Linked DNA regions of Sus scrofa: all the other regions are linked to region 3. Evidence: chromatin contacts called from public Hi-C and promoter capture Hi-C data. All regions are on one chromosome and are shown on one strand. Each heading gives the region's core, a stretch centred on a gene start, on an enhancer-like site or on the middle of the called end of the contact. The rest is flanking DNA. Distances are from core to core; before and after follow the strand shown.

What was found. Promoter capture Hi-C pulls out the DNA fragments that hold promoters and counts their contacts. Hi-C and Micro-C count contacts between places; a contact is called where the count stands out from the background.
Region 1: a contact with region 3 is called in a promoter capture Hi-C map of liver, with 3 times the contacts expected there. The contact joins the promoter of DNAJC8 here to the promoter of EYA3 in region 3. A contact is called at or near these places in 3 of 5 promoter capture datasets (fetal liver and liver), 8 of 47 Hi-C or Micro-C datasets (alveolar macrophages, blood, epiblast stem cells and 5 more) and 1 of 2 datasets of contacts at active chromatin or transcription factors (alveolar macrophages).
Region 2: a contact with region 3 is called in a Hi-C map of mesenteric adipose tissue, with 2.0 times the contacts expected there. The contact joins the promoter of PTAFR here to the promoter of EYA3 in region 3. A contact is called at or near these places in 2 of 5 promoter capture datasets (fetal liver and liver), 25 of 47 Hi-C or Micro-C datasets (alveolar macrophages, blood, brain and 11 more) and 2 of 2 datasets of contacts at active chromatin or transcription factors (alveolar macrophages and skeletal muscle).

What each region holds. Positions count from the first base shown.
Region 1 is chr6:85,305,716-85,308,485 of Sscrofa11.1, reverse strand. DNAJC8 (dnaJ homolog subfamily C member 8) reads left to right here and starts at 1,464. Exons shown (of 10, transcript XM_003356239.4): 1 at 1,464-1,990. It overlaps ATPIF1 (ATPase inhibitory factor 1), which reads right to left and starts at 1,244. Exons shown (of 3, transcript NM_001097486.1): 1 at 1,128-1,244; 2 at 942-1,033. The coding sequence starts at 1,214.
Region 2 is chr6:85,270,992-85,273,701 of Sscrofa11.1, reverse strand. PTAFR (platelet-activating factor receptor) reads left to right here and starts at 1,342. Exons shown (of 3, transcript XM_021095662.1): 1 at 1,342-1,436; 2 at 2,426-2,493.
Region 3 is chr6:85,184,411-85,187,268 of Sscrofa11.1, reverse strand. It overlaps EYA3 (eyes absent homolog 3), which reads left to right and starts at 1,413. Exons shown (of 18, transcript XM_021095661.1): 1 at 1,413-1,569.

The DNA.
Region 1 (2,770 bases), core at 215-2,714, 120 kb before region 3:
GTAAAGGTCAAAATGAAGGGGGAAAAAAAAAAAAAAAAAAAAGAAGGGGACTCTTGCAATGCCTGGCAGTCCAATGTAGGTCTCAAGAAGGGATGATTCAAACGTTGGTTCGGCCATATATGGGCCTCAGTTTTCCTTAACTATAAAATGTAGGAGGCCAATTAGAGGTCTCTAAGGGCTGCACCTTGTCTCTCTGGTATGGTAGCTGTTATGGTGATAATTCTTAAGAGTGAGCAGGAGAGGGTAGAAGTGAGAAGATAGGCCAAGAATCGAGATTAATTCCACACTGCTCCTCACTGTGGTTAGCAGTCCCTGTGAGATAACTCAAGGTTGGTAAACAGAGTATATAGGCCCAGCCCACAAGAAGCGGGGAGGGTTCCAACCAGGAGCAGCTGCCACATGCTCCTGCAACCCACTAGCTCAGGCAAGTTGGAGAGGTGTGAGGATCTAGAAATGGCTGAGAGGGTCTGAGGTCAGGGAATCCATCCATGCGGGCTAGCAAAGCGAAGGCCTGGGTGATGGGTGGGGGAGGCCGGAGGGATAGGCTCAGAGGGTCTGCACGTAATTGGAACCTTCGGATCTAGACTCTCTGGGAGGAATCTGGGGGGCGTTTCGCATGACGCGGAGAGAACTCCACGGGCGGAGATGGTAAATGATTCAGGAAGAATTGAGCCGTGTTGGCGAATTCTGAAGACTCGCAGGTGGAAATGTCTTGGGTTTGGGGGCCTTGGGATTCGGCAGGGCAGTGGGAACGCCCTATAGGTGGCAACAGTAGGGCCATCAAACGATGAGTGTAGTGGGTCGGGGCTGGGAAGTTCTGTTGGGAGATGGGACGCCACAGAACACCAGGGAGGGCAGCAGGGTGGGGCCGTTGGCAGTTTAAGAAGGACTGGAAGGCCGTGAGACTTCCAGGGCTGGTCTCTGGGCCCCTTGGCTCTCACCGGAAGTATCGTTCCTCATCAGCCTGCTCTTTCTTTCCGAAGGCTCCACCGGCGTCCCGGACTGCACCCGCACCGGAGCGGACACCCTCTGGCTGCGGAGAGAGACCGGAGCATTGGTAAAGGCGAGGAGGGAGAGATGGGAGTCCCCGCTCAGGGATGGGGTAGCGGGCACTGCCGCCGGCGTACCGTATCAGAGCTGAAGCCTCGGCTTTGCATGGCCCAGACACTCCACGCGCCGATCCGCGAGCGCACCGCCAACGCCGTGGCTGCCATTGCTGTCAGTGCAGTACCTCTCCAGTGACCCGAGGTGCAGCTCCTCTGTACGCTAACGGCGCTGCTGGCCGGGAAGCCAATTGTTTCTCTGGAGAGGCGGGATGAACCCAGGAATAGCGAATCATGAGAGGGGGAGGCGGGGTTCCTGTGGCTTACAGCGAATCCTGACCGAGAGGCGGGCCTATTCTTAGCCAACCACTCGCAAGGGCTCCAGGGTCAAAGGACTGGAGGAAAGCAATGGAGGAGATTGGGAAAAACAGGAGCAGAGGGTCAGAAGGCGAGATTTCGGCTCCTGAAGCTATTAGATTTAGGCATGTGTCCATCCCTCCCTTACGATTCCAATCCTAAAGTTGTTATTTTTAAACACCCAAAGGAAGTCTTCCCTTTCCTGGACTACTAGCATCAATAAGATGGGTACTACGCTAGTGAGAGTGGGCAGCTTTGTCCAGGATTCCTTGACTTAGTCATCAAGACTTGTGAGCAAATTTTCTTAAAAAAGTATGTGTATATGGTTAGTGTTCTTTAGTTGCGATGGCATTTCACTCTCAAGTCTCAGTTTAAATGTCAGTTCAGAGAAAACTTCCCTGACCTCCTATCTTAGCCTCCTATTTTGTTCTTTCTCTCTTGCACCTTTGATCTTATGAAGTTAATAGGGCCTTGGTCAGTCAAGTAGGCTTTGAATTAATATTTGCAGGATGCATTGATATGTTATCAAATGGGCTGTATAACAGGACTTTTGGCAATGTGATGCAATGAAGAGGAAAAGCAGAGTCTAGGTAAGGCTTTGCCTTGACCTTCCTTGGCCATCTAACAAATGTGATCAAGATAATAGTAGTTTATGGCCTTTGCCTGGGTTATTTTCCTTTTCTGGGCCCAATTTTTTCTCCTTTAGATGAGAGGGTTGGGCTAGATCTTATTCATGACTTTAAAAATATCTTCCTTGGCTTTCTATGAAAGTGTGGAACTGTTTTTATTGATCATCTTTTGGTTTGAAAAATACCAGCCCTGGGTTATATGACTTAAGTAGAAGGAAATGGCTGCAAGGTACATTTCCAAATGTTCATTACAGAAAACTTGGAAAAACACAAAAGCAGGAAACAAATAATAATCACTCATAAGCCTGCTACCTGGTGATAAAAATTTGGAGTGTTTCTATATATTTAAGGGCCATTCCCATTTCAGACACTCTGATTTTAGTCCTCAGATACTACTATTTTTTGATTGTTTCCTAGGTGGTATCCAGTGGAGGGTCCTGCTGAGTTTGTGCAAAAGATTGATCCAAGCACTATGATGCAGGCTATAATTTTTTAAAAAATGGAAAATAATAAGCATTGGTGAGGATGTGGAGAAATTGTAGCCCTCCAATGGGTTAGCTACTGTGGAAAACAGCTTGGCAGTTGCTCAAAAGGTTAAATATAGAATTACCGTATGACTCTGCAACTTCATTTCTAGGTATATCCCCCCCCATTGGAAACGGATACTCATACACATGTTCATAGTAGCACTATTTCACAACAGCCCAAAGATGGAAACAACCCAAATGTAATGTCCATCAG
Region 2 (2,710 bases), core at 93-2,592, 87 kb before region 3:
GACCCGGAAATGAACCCGAGGCTCCAAGATGCTCAATGGCGCGCTCTAGCTGAAGATCAGAGGCGGTGGTCAGACCTCGGTCTTGTGGGTTCTTAGAGCTGGTATTTGAGAATGTCCACCTATGTCAGGGCCCAGCTTGCTTTTCTCTGTTTCCTGCTAAGCCCAATTCGCTATGTCCTGGAGGTCGGGTGGTGGGGGGAGGTGGAGACAAGGAGTAGCTCTCAGCCCAGAACCCACGAAGCTGGAGCCCAGGCACTGTCCTAGGCTTTGAGAGAACTATGGTGCTTCGCCATGGTCAGAGTGGGCACTCGTCAGAGTGGGCTGTCCTCTCCCTCAGACAGGGGGCTCCTGAGGGCCGGGATGCTGTATCTCCCCTCACAAGGGGCTGGCTTCCAGAGCCAGAATTTTCTCTTTCCTAATAGACTTCTTATCCCTCAAGACAGGCTCCTCCTTGGTTGGGGGCAATTGTGGGCAGGACAGGCTATCTCATACCCATGGGGCAGAAGCTTCCTGTGGGCAAGACTGGCTGTGTGTCCCCTCAGATGGGAATCTTCTGAAAGCTGCTTTGGGTTTTTTGTTTGTTTGTTTGTTTTAGAGCCACACCCATGGCATATGGAAGTTCCCAGGCTAGGGATCGAATTGGAGCTACAGCTGCTGGCCTACATCATAGCCACAGCAACGCGGGATCCAAGTCACATCTTCAACTTACACCACAGCTCATGGCAATGCCAGATCCTTATTAACCCACTGAGTGAGGCCAGGGATCAAACCTGCATCCTCCTGGATACTAGTTAGGGTCTTAACCTGCTGAGCCACCATGGGAACTCCCAGCTTTGGGTCTTGTCCAGCAGCATGGAGCTCACTGGAGTTGGGACAGCATCCCCAGATGCTCAGGCTCCTGATAGGGCTGTGTCCCTTTCCCATCTCTCTAGACTGGGGGCTCCTGAGGACAGGGCTGGGACCTTCCCTAGGTCAGGGCCCTTTTTCCCTCAGACCAGGGACCCACTCCTCCCTCCTCTGCCAGCCCAGGCCCAGCCCTTCCTCTCAGAGGGGCTTTGCCTTGGATGGATCAGCCCTGTGTTACTGGCCGAGCTAACGTGCAGAGAGAGAGAGAGAGACACTCCCTGCTGGATGTGAGTATTCCTGGTGATCTTGTGTTTGGGGCCCCACCCAAGGAGCTGGCTTCCTGGCCTGGTGCCTGGCCCACCCTGCAGGCAGCCCTCCCCTAGTTCTTTATCCGTCACTGCTCACCGGGGATTGGAGCTGAAGTGAGTCACACACCTGGGTCTGGGCCTGCCTTCTGCCTTCTGCCTCCTCCCCATTCCCAGCCCCACTTCCTGAGTTCTCCGAAGGAACCATCCAGGAAACATGCTCTCAGCGGCCCCGACCTCAGCCTCTTTGTCACCTCCTGGACCACTGTCCCTGCAATTTCTCAGGTAAGAGGCTAGCGGCCTGGGTGAGAAGGCCAGGTTCGGCTGCTTTGTCTGGCTGCTCTGCAGGATCCTTGGGGCTGGTCCGGCTCTGGAGGGGTGCGCAGAGCTCGGTTATGCCTGATTCCCTCCCATCAGCACCTCCTCGCATACACACAACCCCTTTCCTCTCTCACAGACACAGCACACATCCGTTCACCCCTCACAGTTAACACATATGGTCACCGACAGACCTGGCGTTCCTTCACACATCTCCCACAAACACAGTTCATGGTTCACAGCCCTTCCCCATTGTACAACAGAGCTTGACCTCCACTGATCCAACCCATGAGCCCGCACTACCTACAATACACATGTGTCACAGTTGACACAATATCCCTTCATGGGATGGATATTGTTACCCACAGGACGAAACACACATCTTTACAGACAAACAACGTGTACAATAGTGTTGAAACACATACCACATGAACCCTTGCAGGACACAACAGGCACAGGCATGAAGACCCTCCACTCACAGCAAACAAACCTACTCTACAAAGACACACTAACATATGTCTACACACACACACACACACACACACACACGCGCGCACACACACACACACACACACACACACACACATACACACGTCCCCAGGACCCTTGGGTGGTACTCAGCCTGGGCAGGGGCTGGGACCCAGTCAGTGGCACCATCCCCACTTCTCACCCTTCCCTCTGGATCCTGCTTGTGCATGGGGGGTCAGCCAGGAGCAGAGCTGGGGGTCCTGGCCACATCACAGAGGGAGGGTCCCCTCTCCTAGCTGTCTGAGTGCTGATTTCTAATGGCTCTGGGACTCCACAAAAGCTGATAATAATAATAAAAAAGCTAACTACACATCACATGGCTGCCGTGGGTCAGACATCAAGCTCAATGCTTTTGTAAGCCTTATTTTATTATATGATACATTTTATGAGTCATTTTACAACTATAAAATAGAGCTGTTTCGATACAGGCTCAGAGAGGTTAACAAACTTGCCTGATATGCCACAGCCAGGAGAGAGCAGTGGGATTTAGACCTAGGTAAGTCTGACCTCAGATTCCATCTCTTATTTATTTATTAATATTTTATTTTTTTAAAGAGGTAACCAATGAACAAGTTAAAGATTCAGTAGATGTAAAAGAATGCCTGGTGAAAAGACGCTCTCTGATCCTTAGTCTCGCTCTCTGGAGGGACCTGGATTACCCCTTGGAGGTCTCTCTTGTAACAACTGCCACAGGGAACTCTAGCAGTAAGCAT
Region 3 (2,858 bases), core at 164-2,663:
GAGAGAGAGAGAGAGGGAGAGGAGAGAGGAGAGAGGAGAGAGAGGAGAGAGAGAAATCTTGATGGTCCTCTAGGCTAATGTAAGGATTTTGGTCTTCCCAATGAAATAGGAATTCATTACAGGAGGGAGCTGATCTGATTAAGGGGTCTTGTTTTGTTTTGTTTTTTTGTCTTTTTGCCTTTTTCTAGGGCCACACCTGCGGCATATAGAGGGTCCCAGGCTAGGGGTCTAATCAGAACTGTAGCCACCAGCCTATACCACAGCCACAGCAACTCGAGATCCAAGCCACATCTACGACCTACACTACAGCTCACAGCAATGCCAGATCCTTAACCCACTGAGTGAGGCCAGGGATTGAACCCGCAACGTCATGGTTCCTAGTTGTATTGGTTAACCACTGAGCCACAACGGAAACACCCTGATTAAGGTTTTAACAGGAGCCGACTGGTGCTGTCCTGGAAGGGCAAGGGTATAAAAAGAGTAAATGGTCATACACTGACTGTGGCTTGTACCAACAGAGGCAGTAAATGGTTGCAATCTGGACAGATTTTGAAGGCAGATCCTGCAGAATTTCTGATGAATTAGATGTAGGGTGTGAGGGAGAGAGAGGAGTCAAGGATCTCAGTAAATGAAATTACTTAGTAAATTGTCACAAAGAGAAGTGATCTAAGAAGATAAAAGACATAAATCAAAAAACATAAGAAAAGAAGTACCTAGGAGGTGTAACAACTAAAAGTGTTTAGTTTTTCTGGATTTTGTATTTGTGAAATTTAAAAAACTTGTAATTTGTGATTTCTTTTCTCACAGTAAAGATTCATTTTTATACCTAATATTGTACTTGTAATTGTGGATTTCCTTAAAGAGAGCCCTCCAACTGAATAAACTTCAAGTCCTTAGAAAACCTGAATTCAACTCTGCTCCTTGTCCATACTGGGGTAGTAACTTAATGAAGCATTTAAAAATCTTGTTTCTGATAAAATTATTAACTAAAATACTGTGTCCGAAAGAGAAATTAATTGTAAGCTCAACACACTATTAAGAATAAACTACTACTGGGAATAAAAAATCACCTTGGGCAAACCTCCCCTCCCAGTGCCTTTCAGAACTTCCCAGCCATTCTTCCTCCCAAATACATCCAACATTTCACTTTCGTTTTAGAGAGACAGGGATTACACGCATTTCAAAAGAACTTGAAAAATGAGTGCTGTGTATTTTTCAATCGGGGCGGCTTGTAGCCCAGCGGCACCAGGGCCTGGGCGTTCTAAATACCAGCCTACCCGCACCAAACACCTCCGAGGCGCGGGCGGAACCAGAAGCGGGGCTACCAAGACGGTCGACTGGGCGGGGTCAAGGCTCTTCTCCGCCCCGCCCCGTGAGGCCTGACACATGCGCCCAAAGGATTTGGGTGGAACGAGGTGTGGCTTGTGAGACGACCCTAGCCGCCGACTTCCGGTTCCTAGGGATGCGCCTCCGGGTCACACTAACGCCGCCGTTTCCTCCAGCCGCTTGGTTCTCCTGTGAGTCTGGACCAGTCCCCATGTCCTGCTGTGGGGCCTCTGCAGCCTTTGGGTGAGTCTTCGCTACCGACAGGGTCTGAGTGCGGCCGGTCGAGTACAGCCTGTAGAGGGACGGGTCAAGAGTAGTGTCCCGGTCTCTGTGGGTGGGGGTTCTCTTTGCCTGTCCCTTGTCCCTGCAGTGCTTCCTGAGCTCATTTCGTTTCTTTCCCCCACGCTGGCCTCGCCTCTTTCACCTCAGCTGAGATTGTTTCGTTGCCGCTTTACCTCTCGTCTGGTTGTTTTCCCTGCGCCTCATCCACCCTTTAAAAGCCCTTGTTTCTTGCCTTTCGCCTCAGCTGGTCCCTGAGCTACTGCCTCTAGGTTTTGACCCTGCTCTCACTTTAGCACCTCTCTTCCCCAGCCTCTAATCCCGGGATCTCGCTGTTCTTTCAACCCAGCAGGACGGCCCATCTCCTCGTTGTGCACACCCTGCTCCAGTGCGAAACAGCAAGTCTCTCTCTAGGGTCCTAGCTCCTGGTCCCCCAACTTTCCCCCTCCCGGGACGGTTAGGTGACATTTGCGCTTCACCTGGTGTTCTCCCGCCTTTTCTTCCTTTGCCCAAGCCCCGATCTAGGCAATTTTACCCGACCTGGTGTAAGTTTTCTTTAAAGTGCTGAGGCAGACTACTGTAGCTTCAGTAGTTAGGGAGCAACAAAGGCGTTCCCAGTTCTTCCTTGGAGCACACTTTCGGGGGCTTTCGCTACCGCAGGCTAACAGGTGGCAGGCACACAGAACTGCTGGCAATTGGATTTGTGTACTCCTGTTAAATTGACAGGTCCTGAGGACGTCCTGTCATTTTCGTGTTCTCTATCCCATGAGAATGGATATGCACAGCTGAGGCCAAAATGCGTATGTTCTGGGGCGATCAGCTCTGTTTTCTGCATGGGCTTTACTTAATAGAATAGTTGCTGTGACAGGACAGATTTTTGGGAGATTGTTAGCCCCAGATTTGTAAGTTCATTTTCAGAAATTTCACTGTGCTGTTACTGAAAATTTTTCTGCCAACGAGTTCGGCATAGTAATTTCAAACTTCATATTCTTTAGTTGAATTTATTGTGTATGTGTGTCTTTATCCAGCCTCTTTATACATTGTTTCTTTATTTTTACTGTATTGACAAGTTTCCTGTTTTTCTTCCTGTTTCTTTATAAACCAGACATTACATTACTTTATTACCTAGCATATTCTTCTGACTATTATTTTTTCTTTACATTTTCCAGCGTAGTCTTAAAACCATCTTTTTCTCATTTTGAGACTTAGGTTTGTCAAAGATTTCTTAAATTTCTCTGTAGGCTTTTAATAAT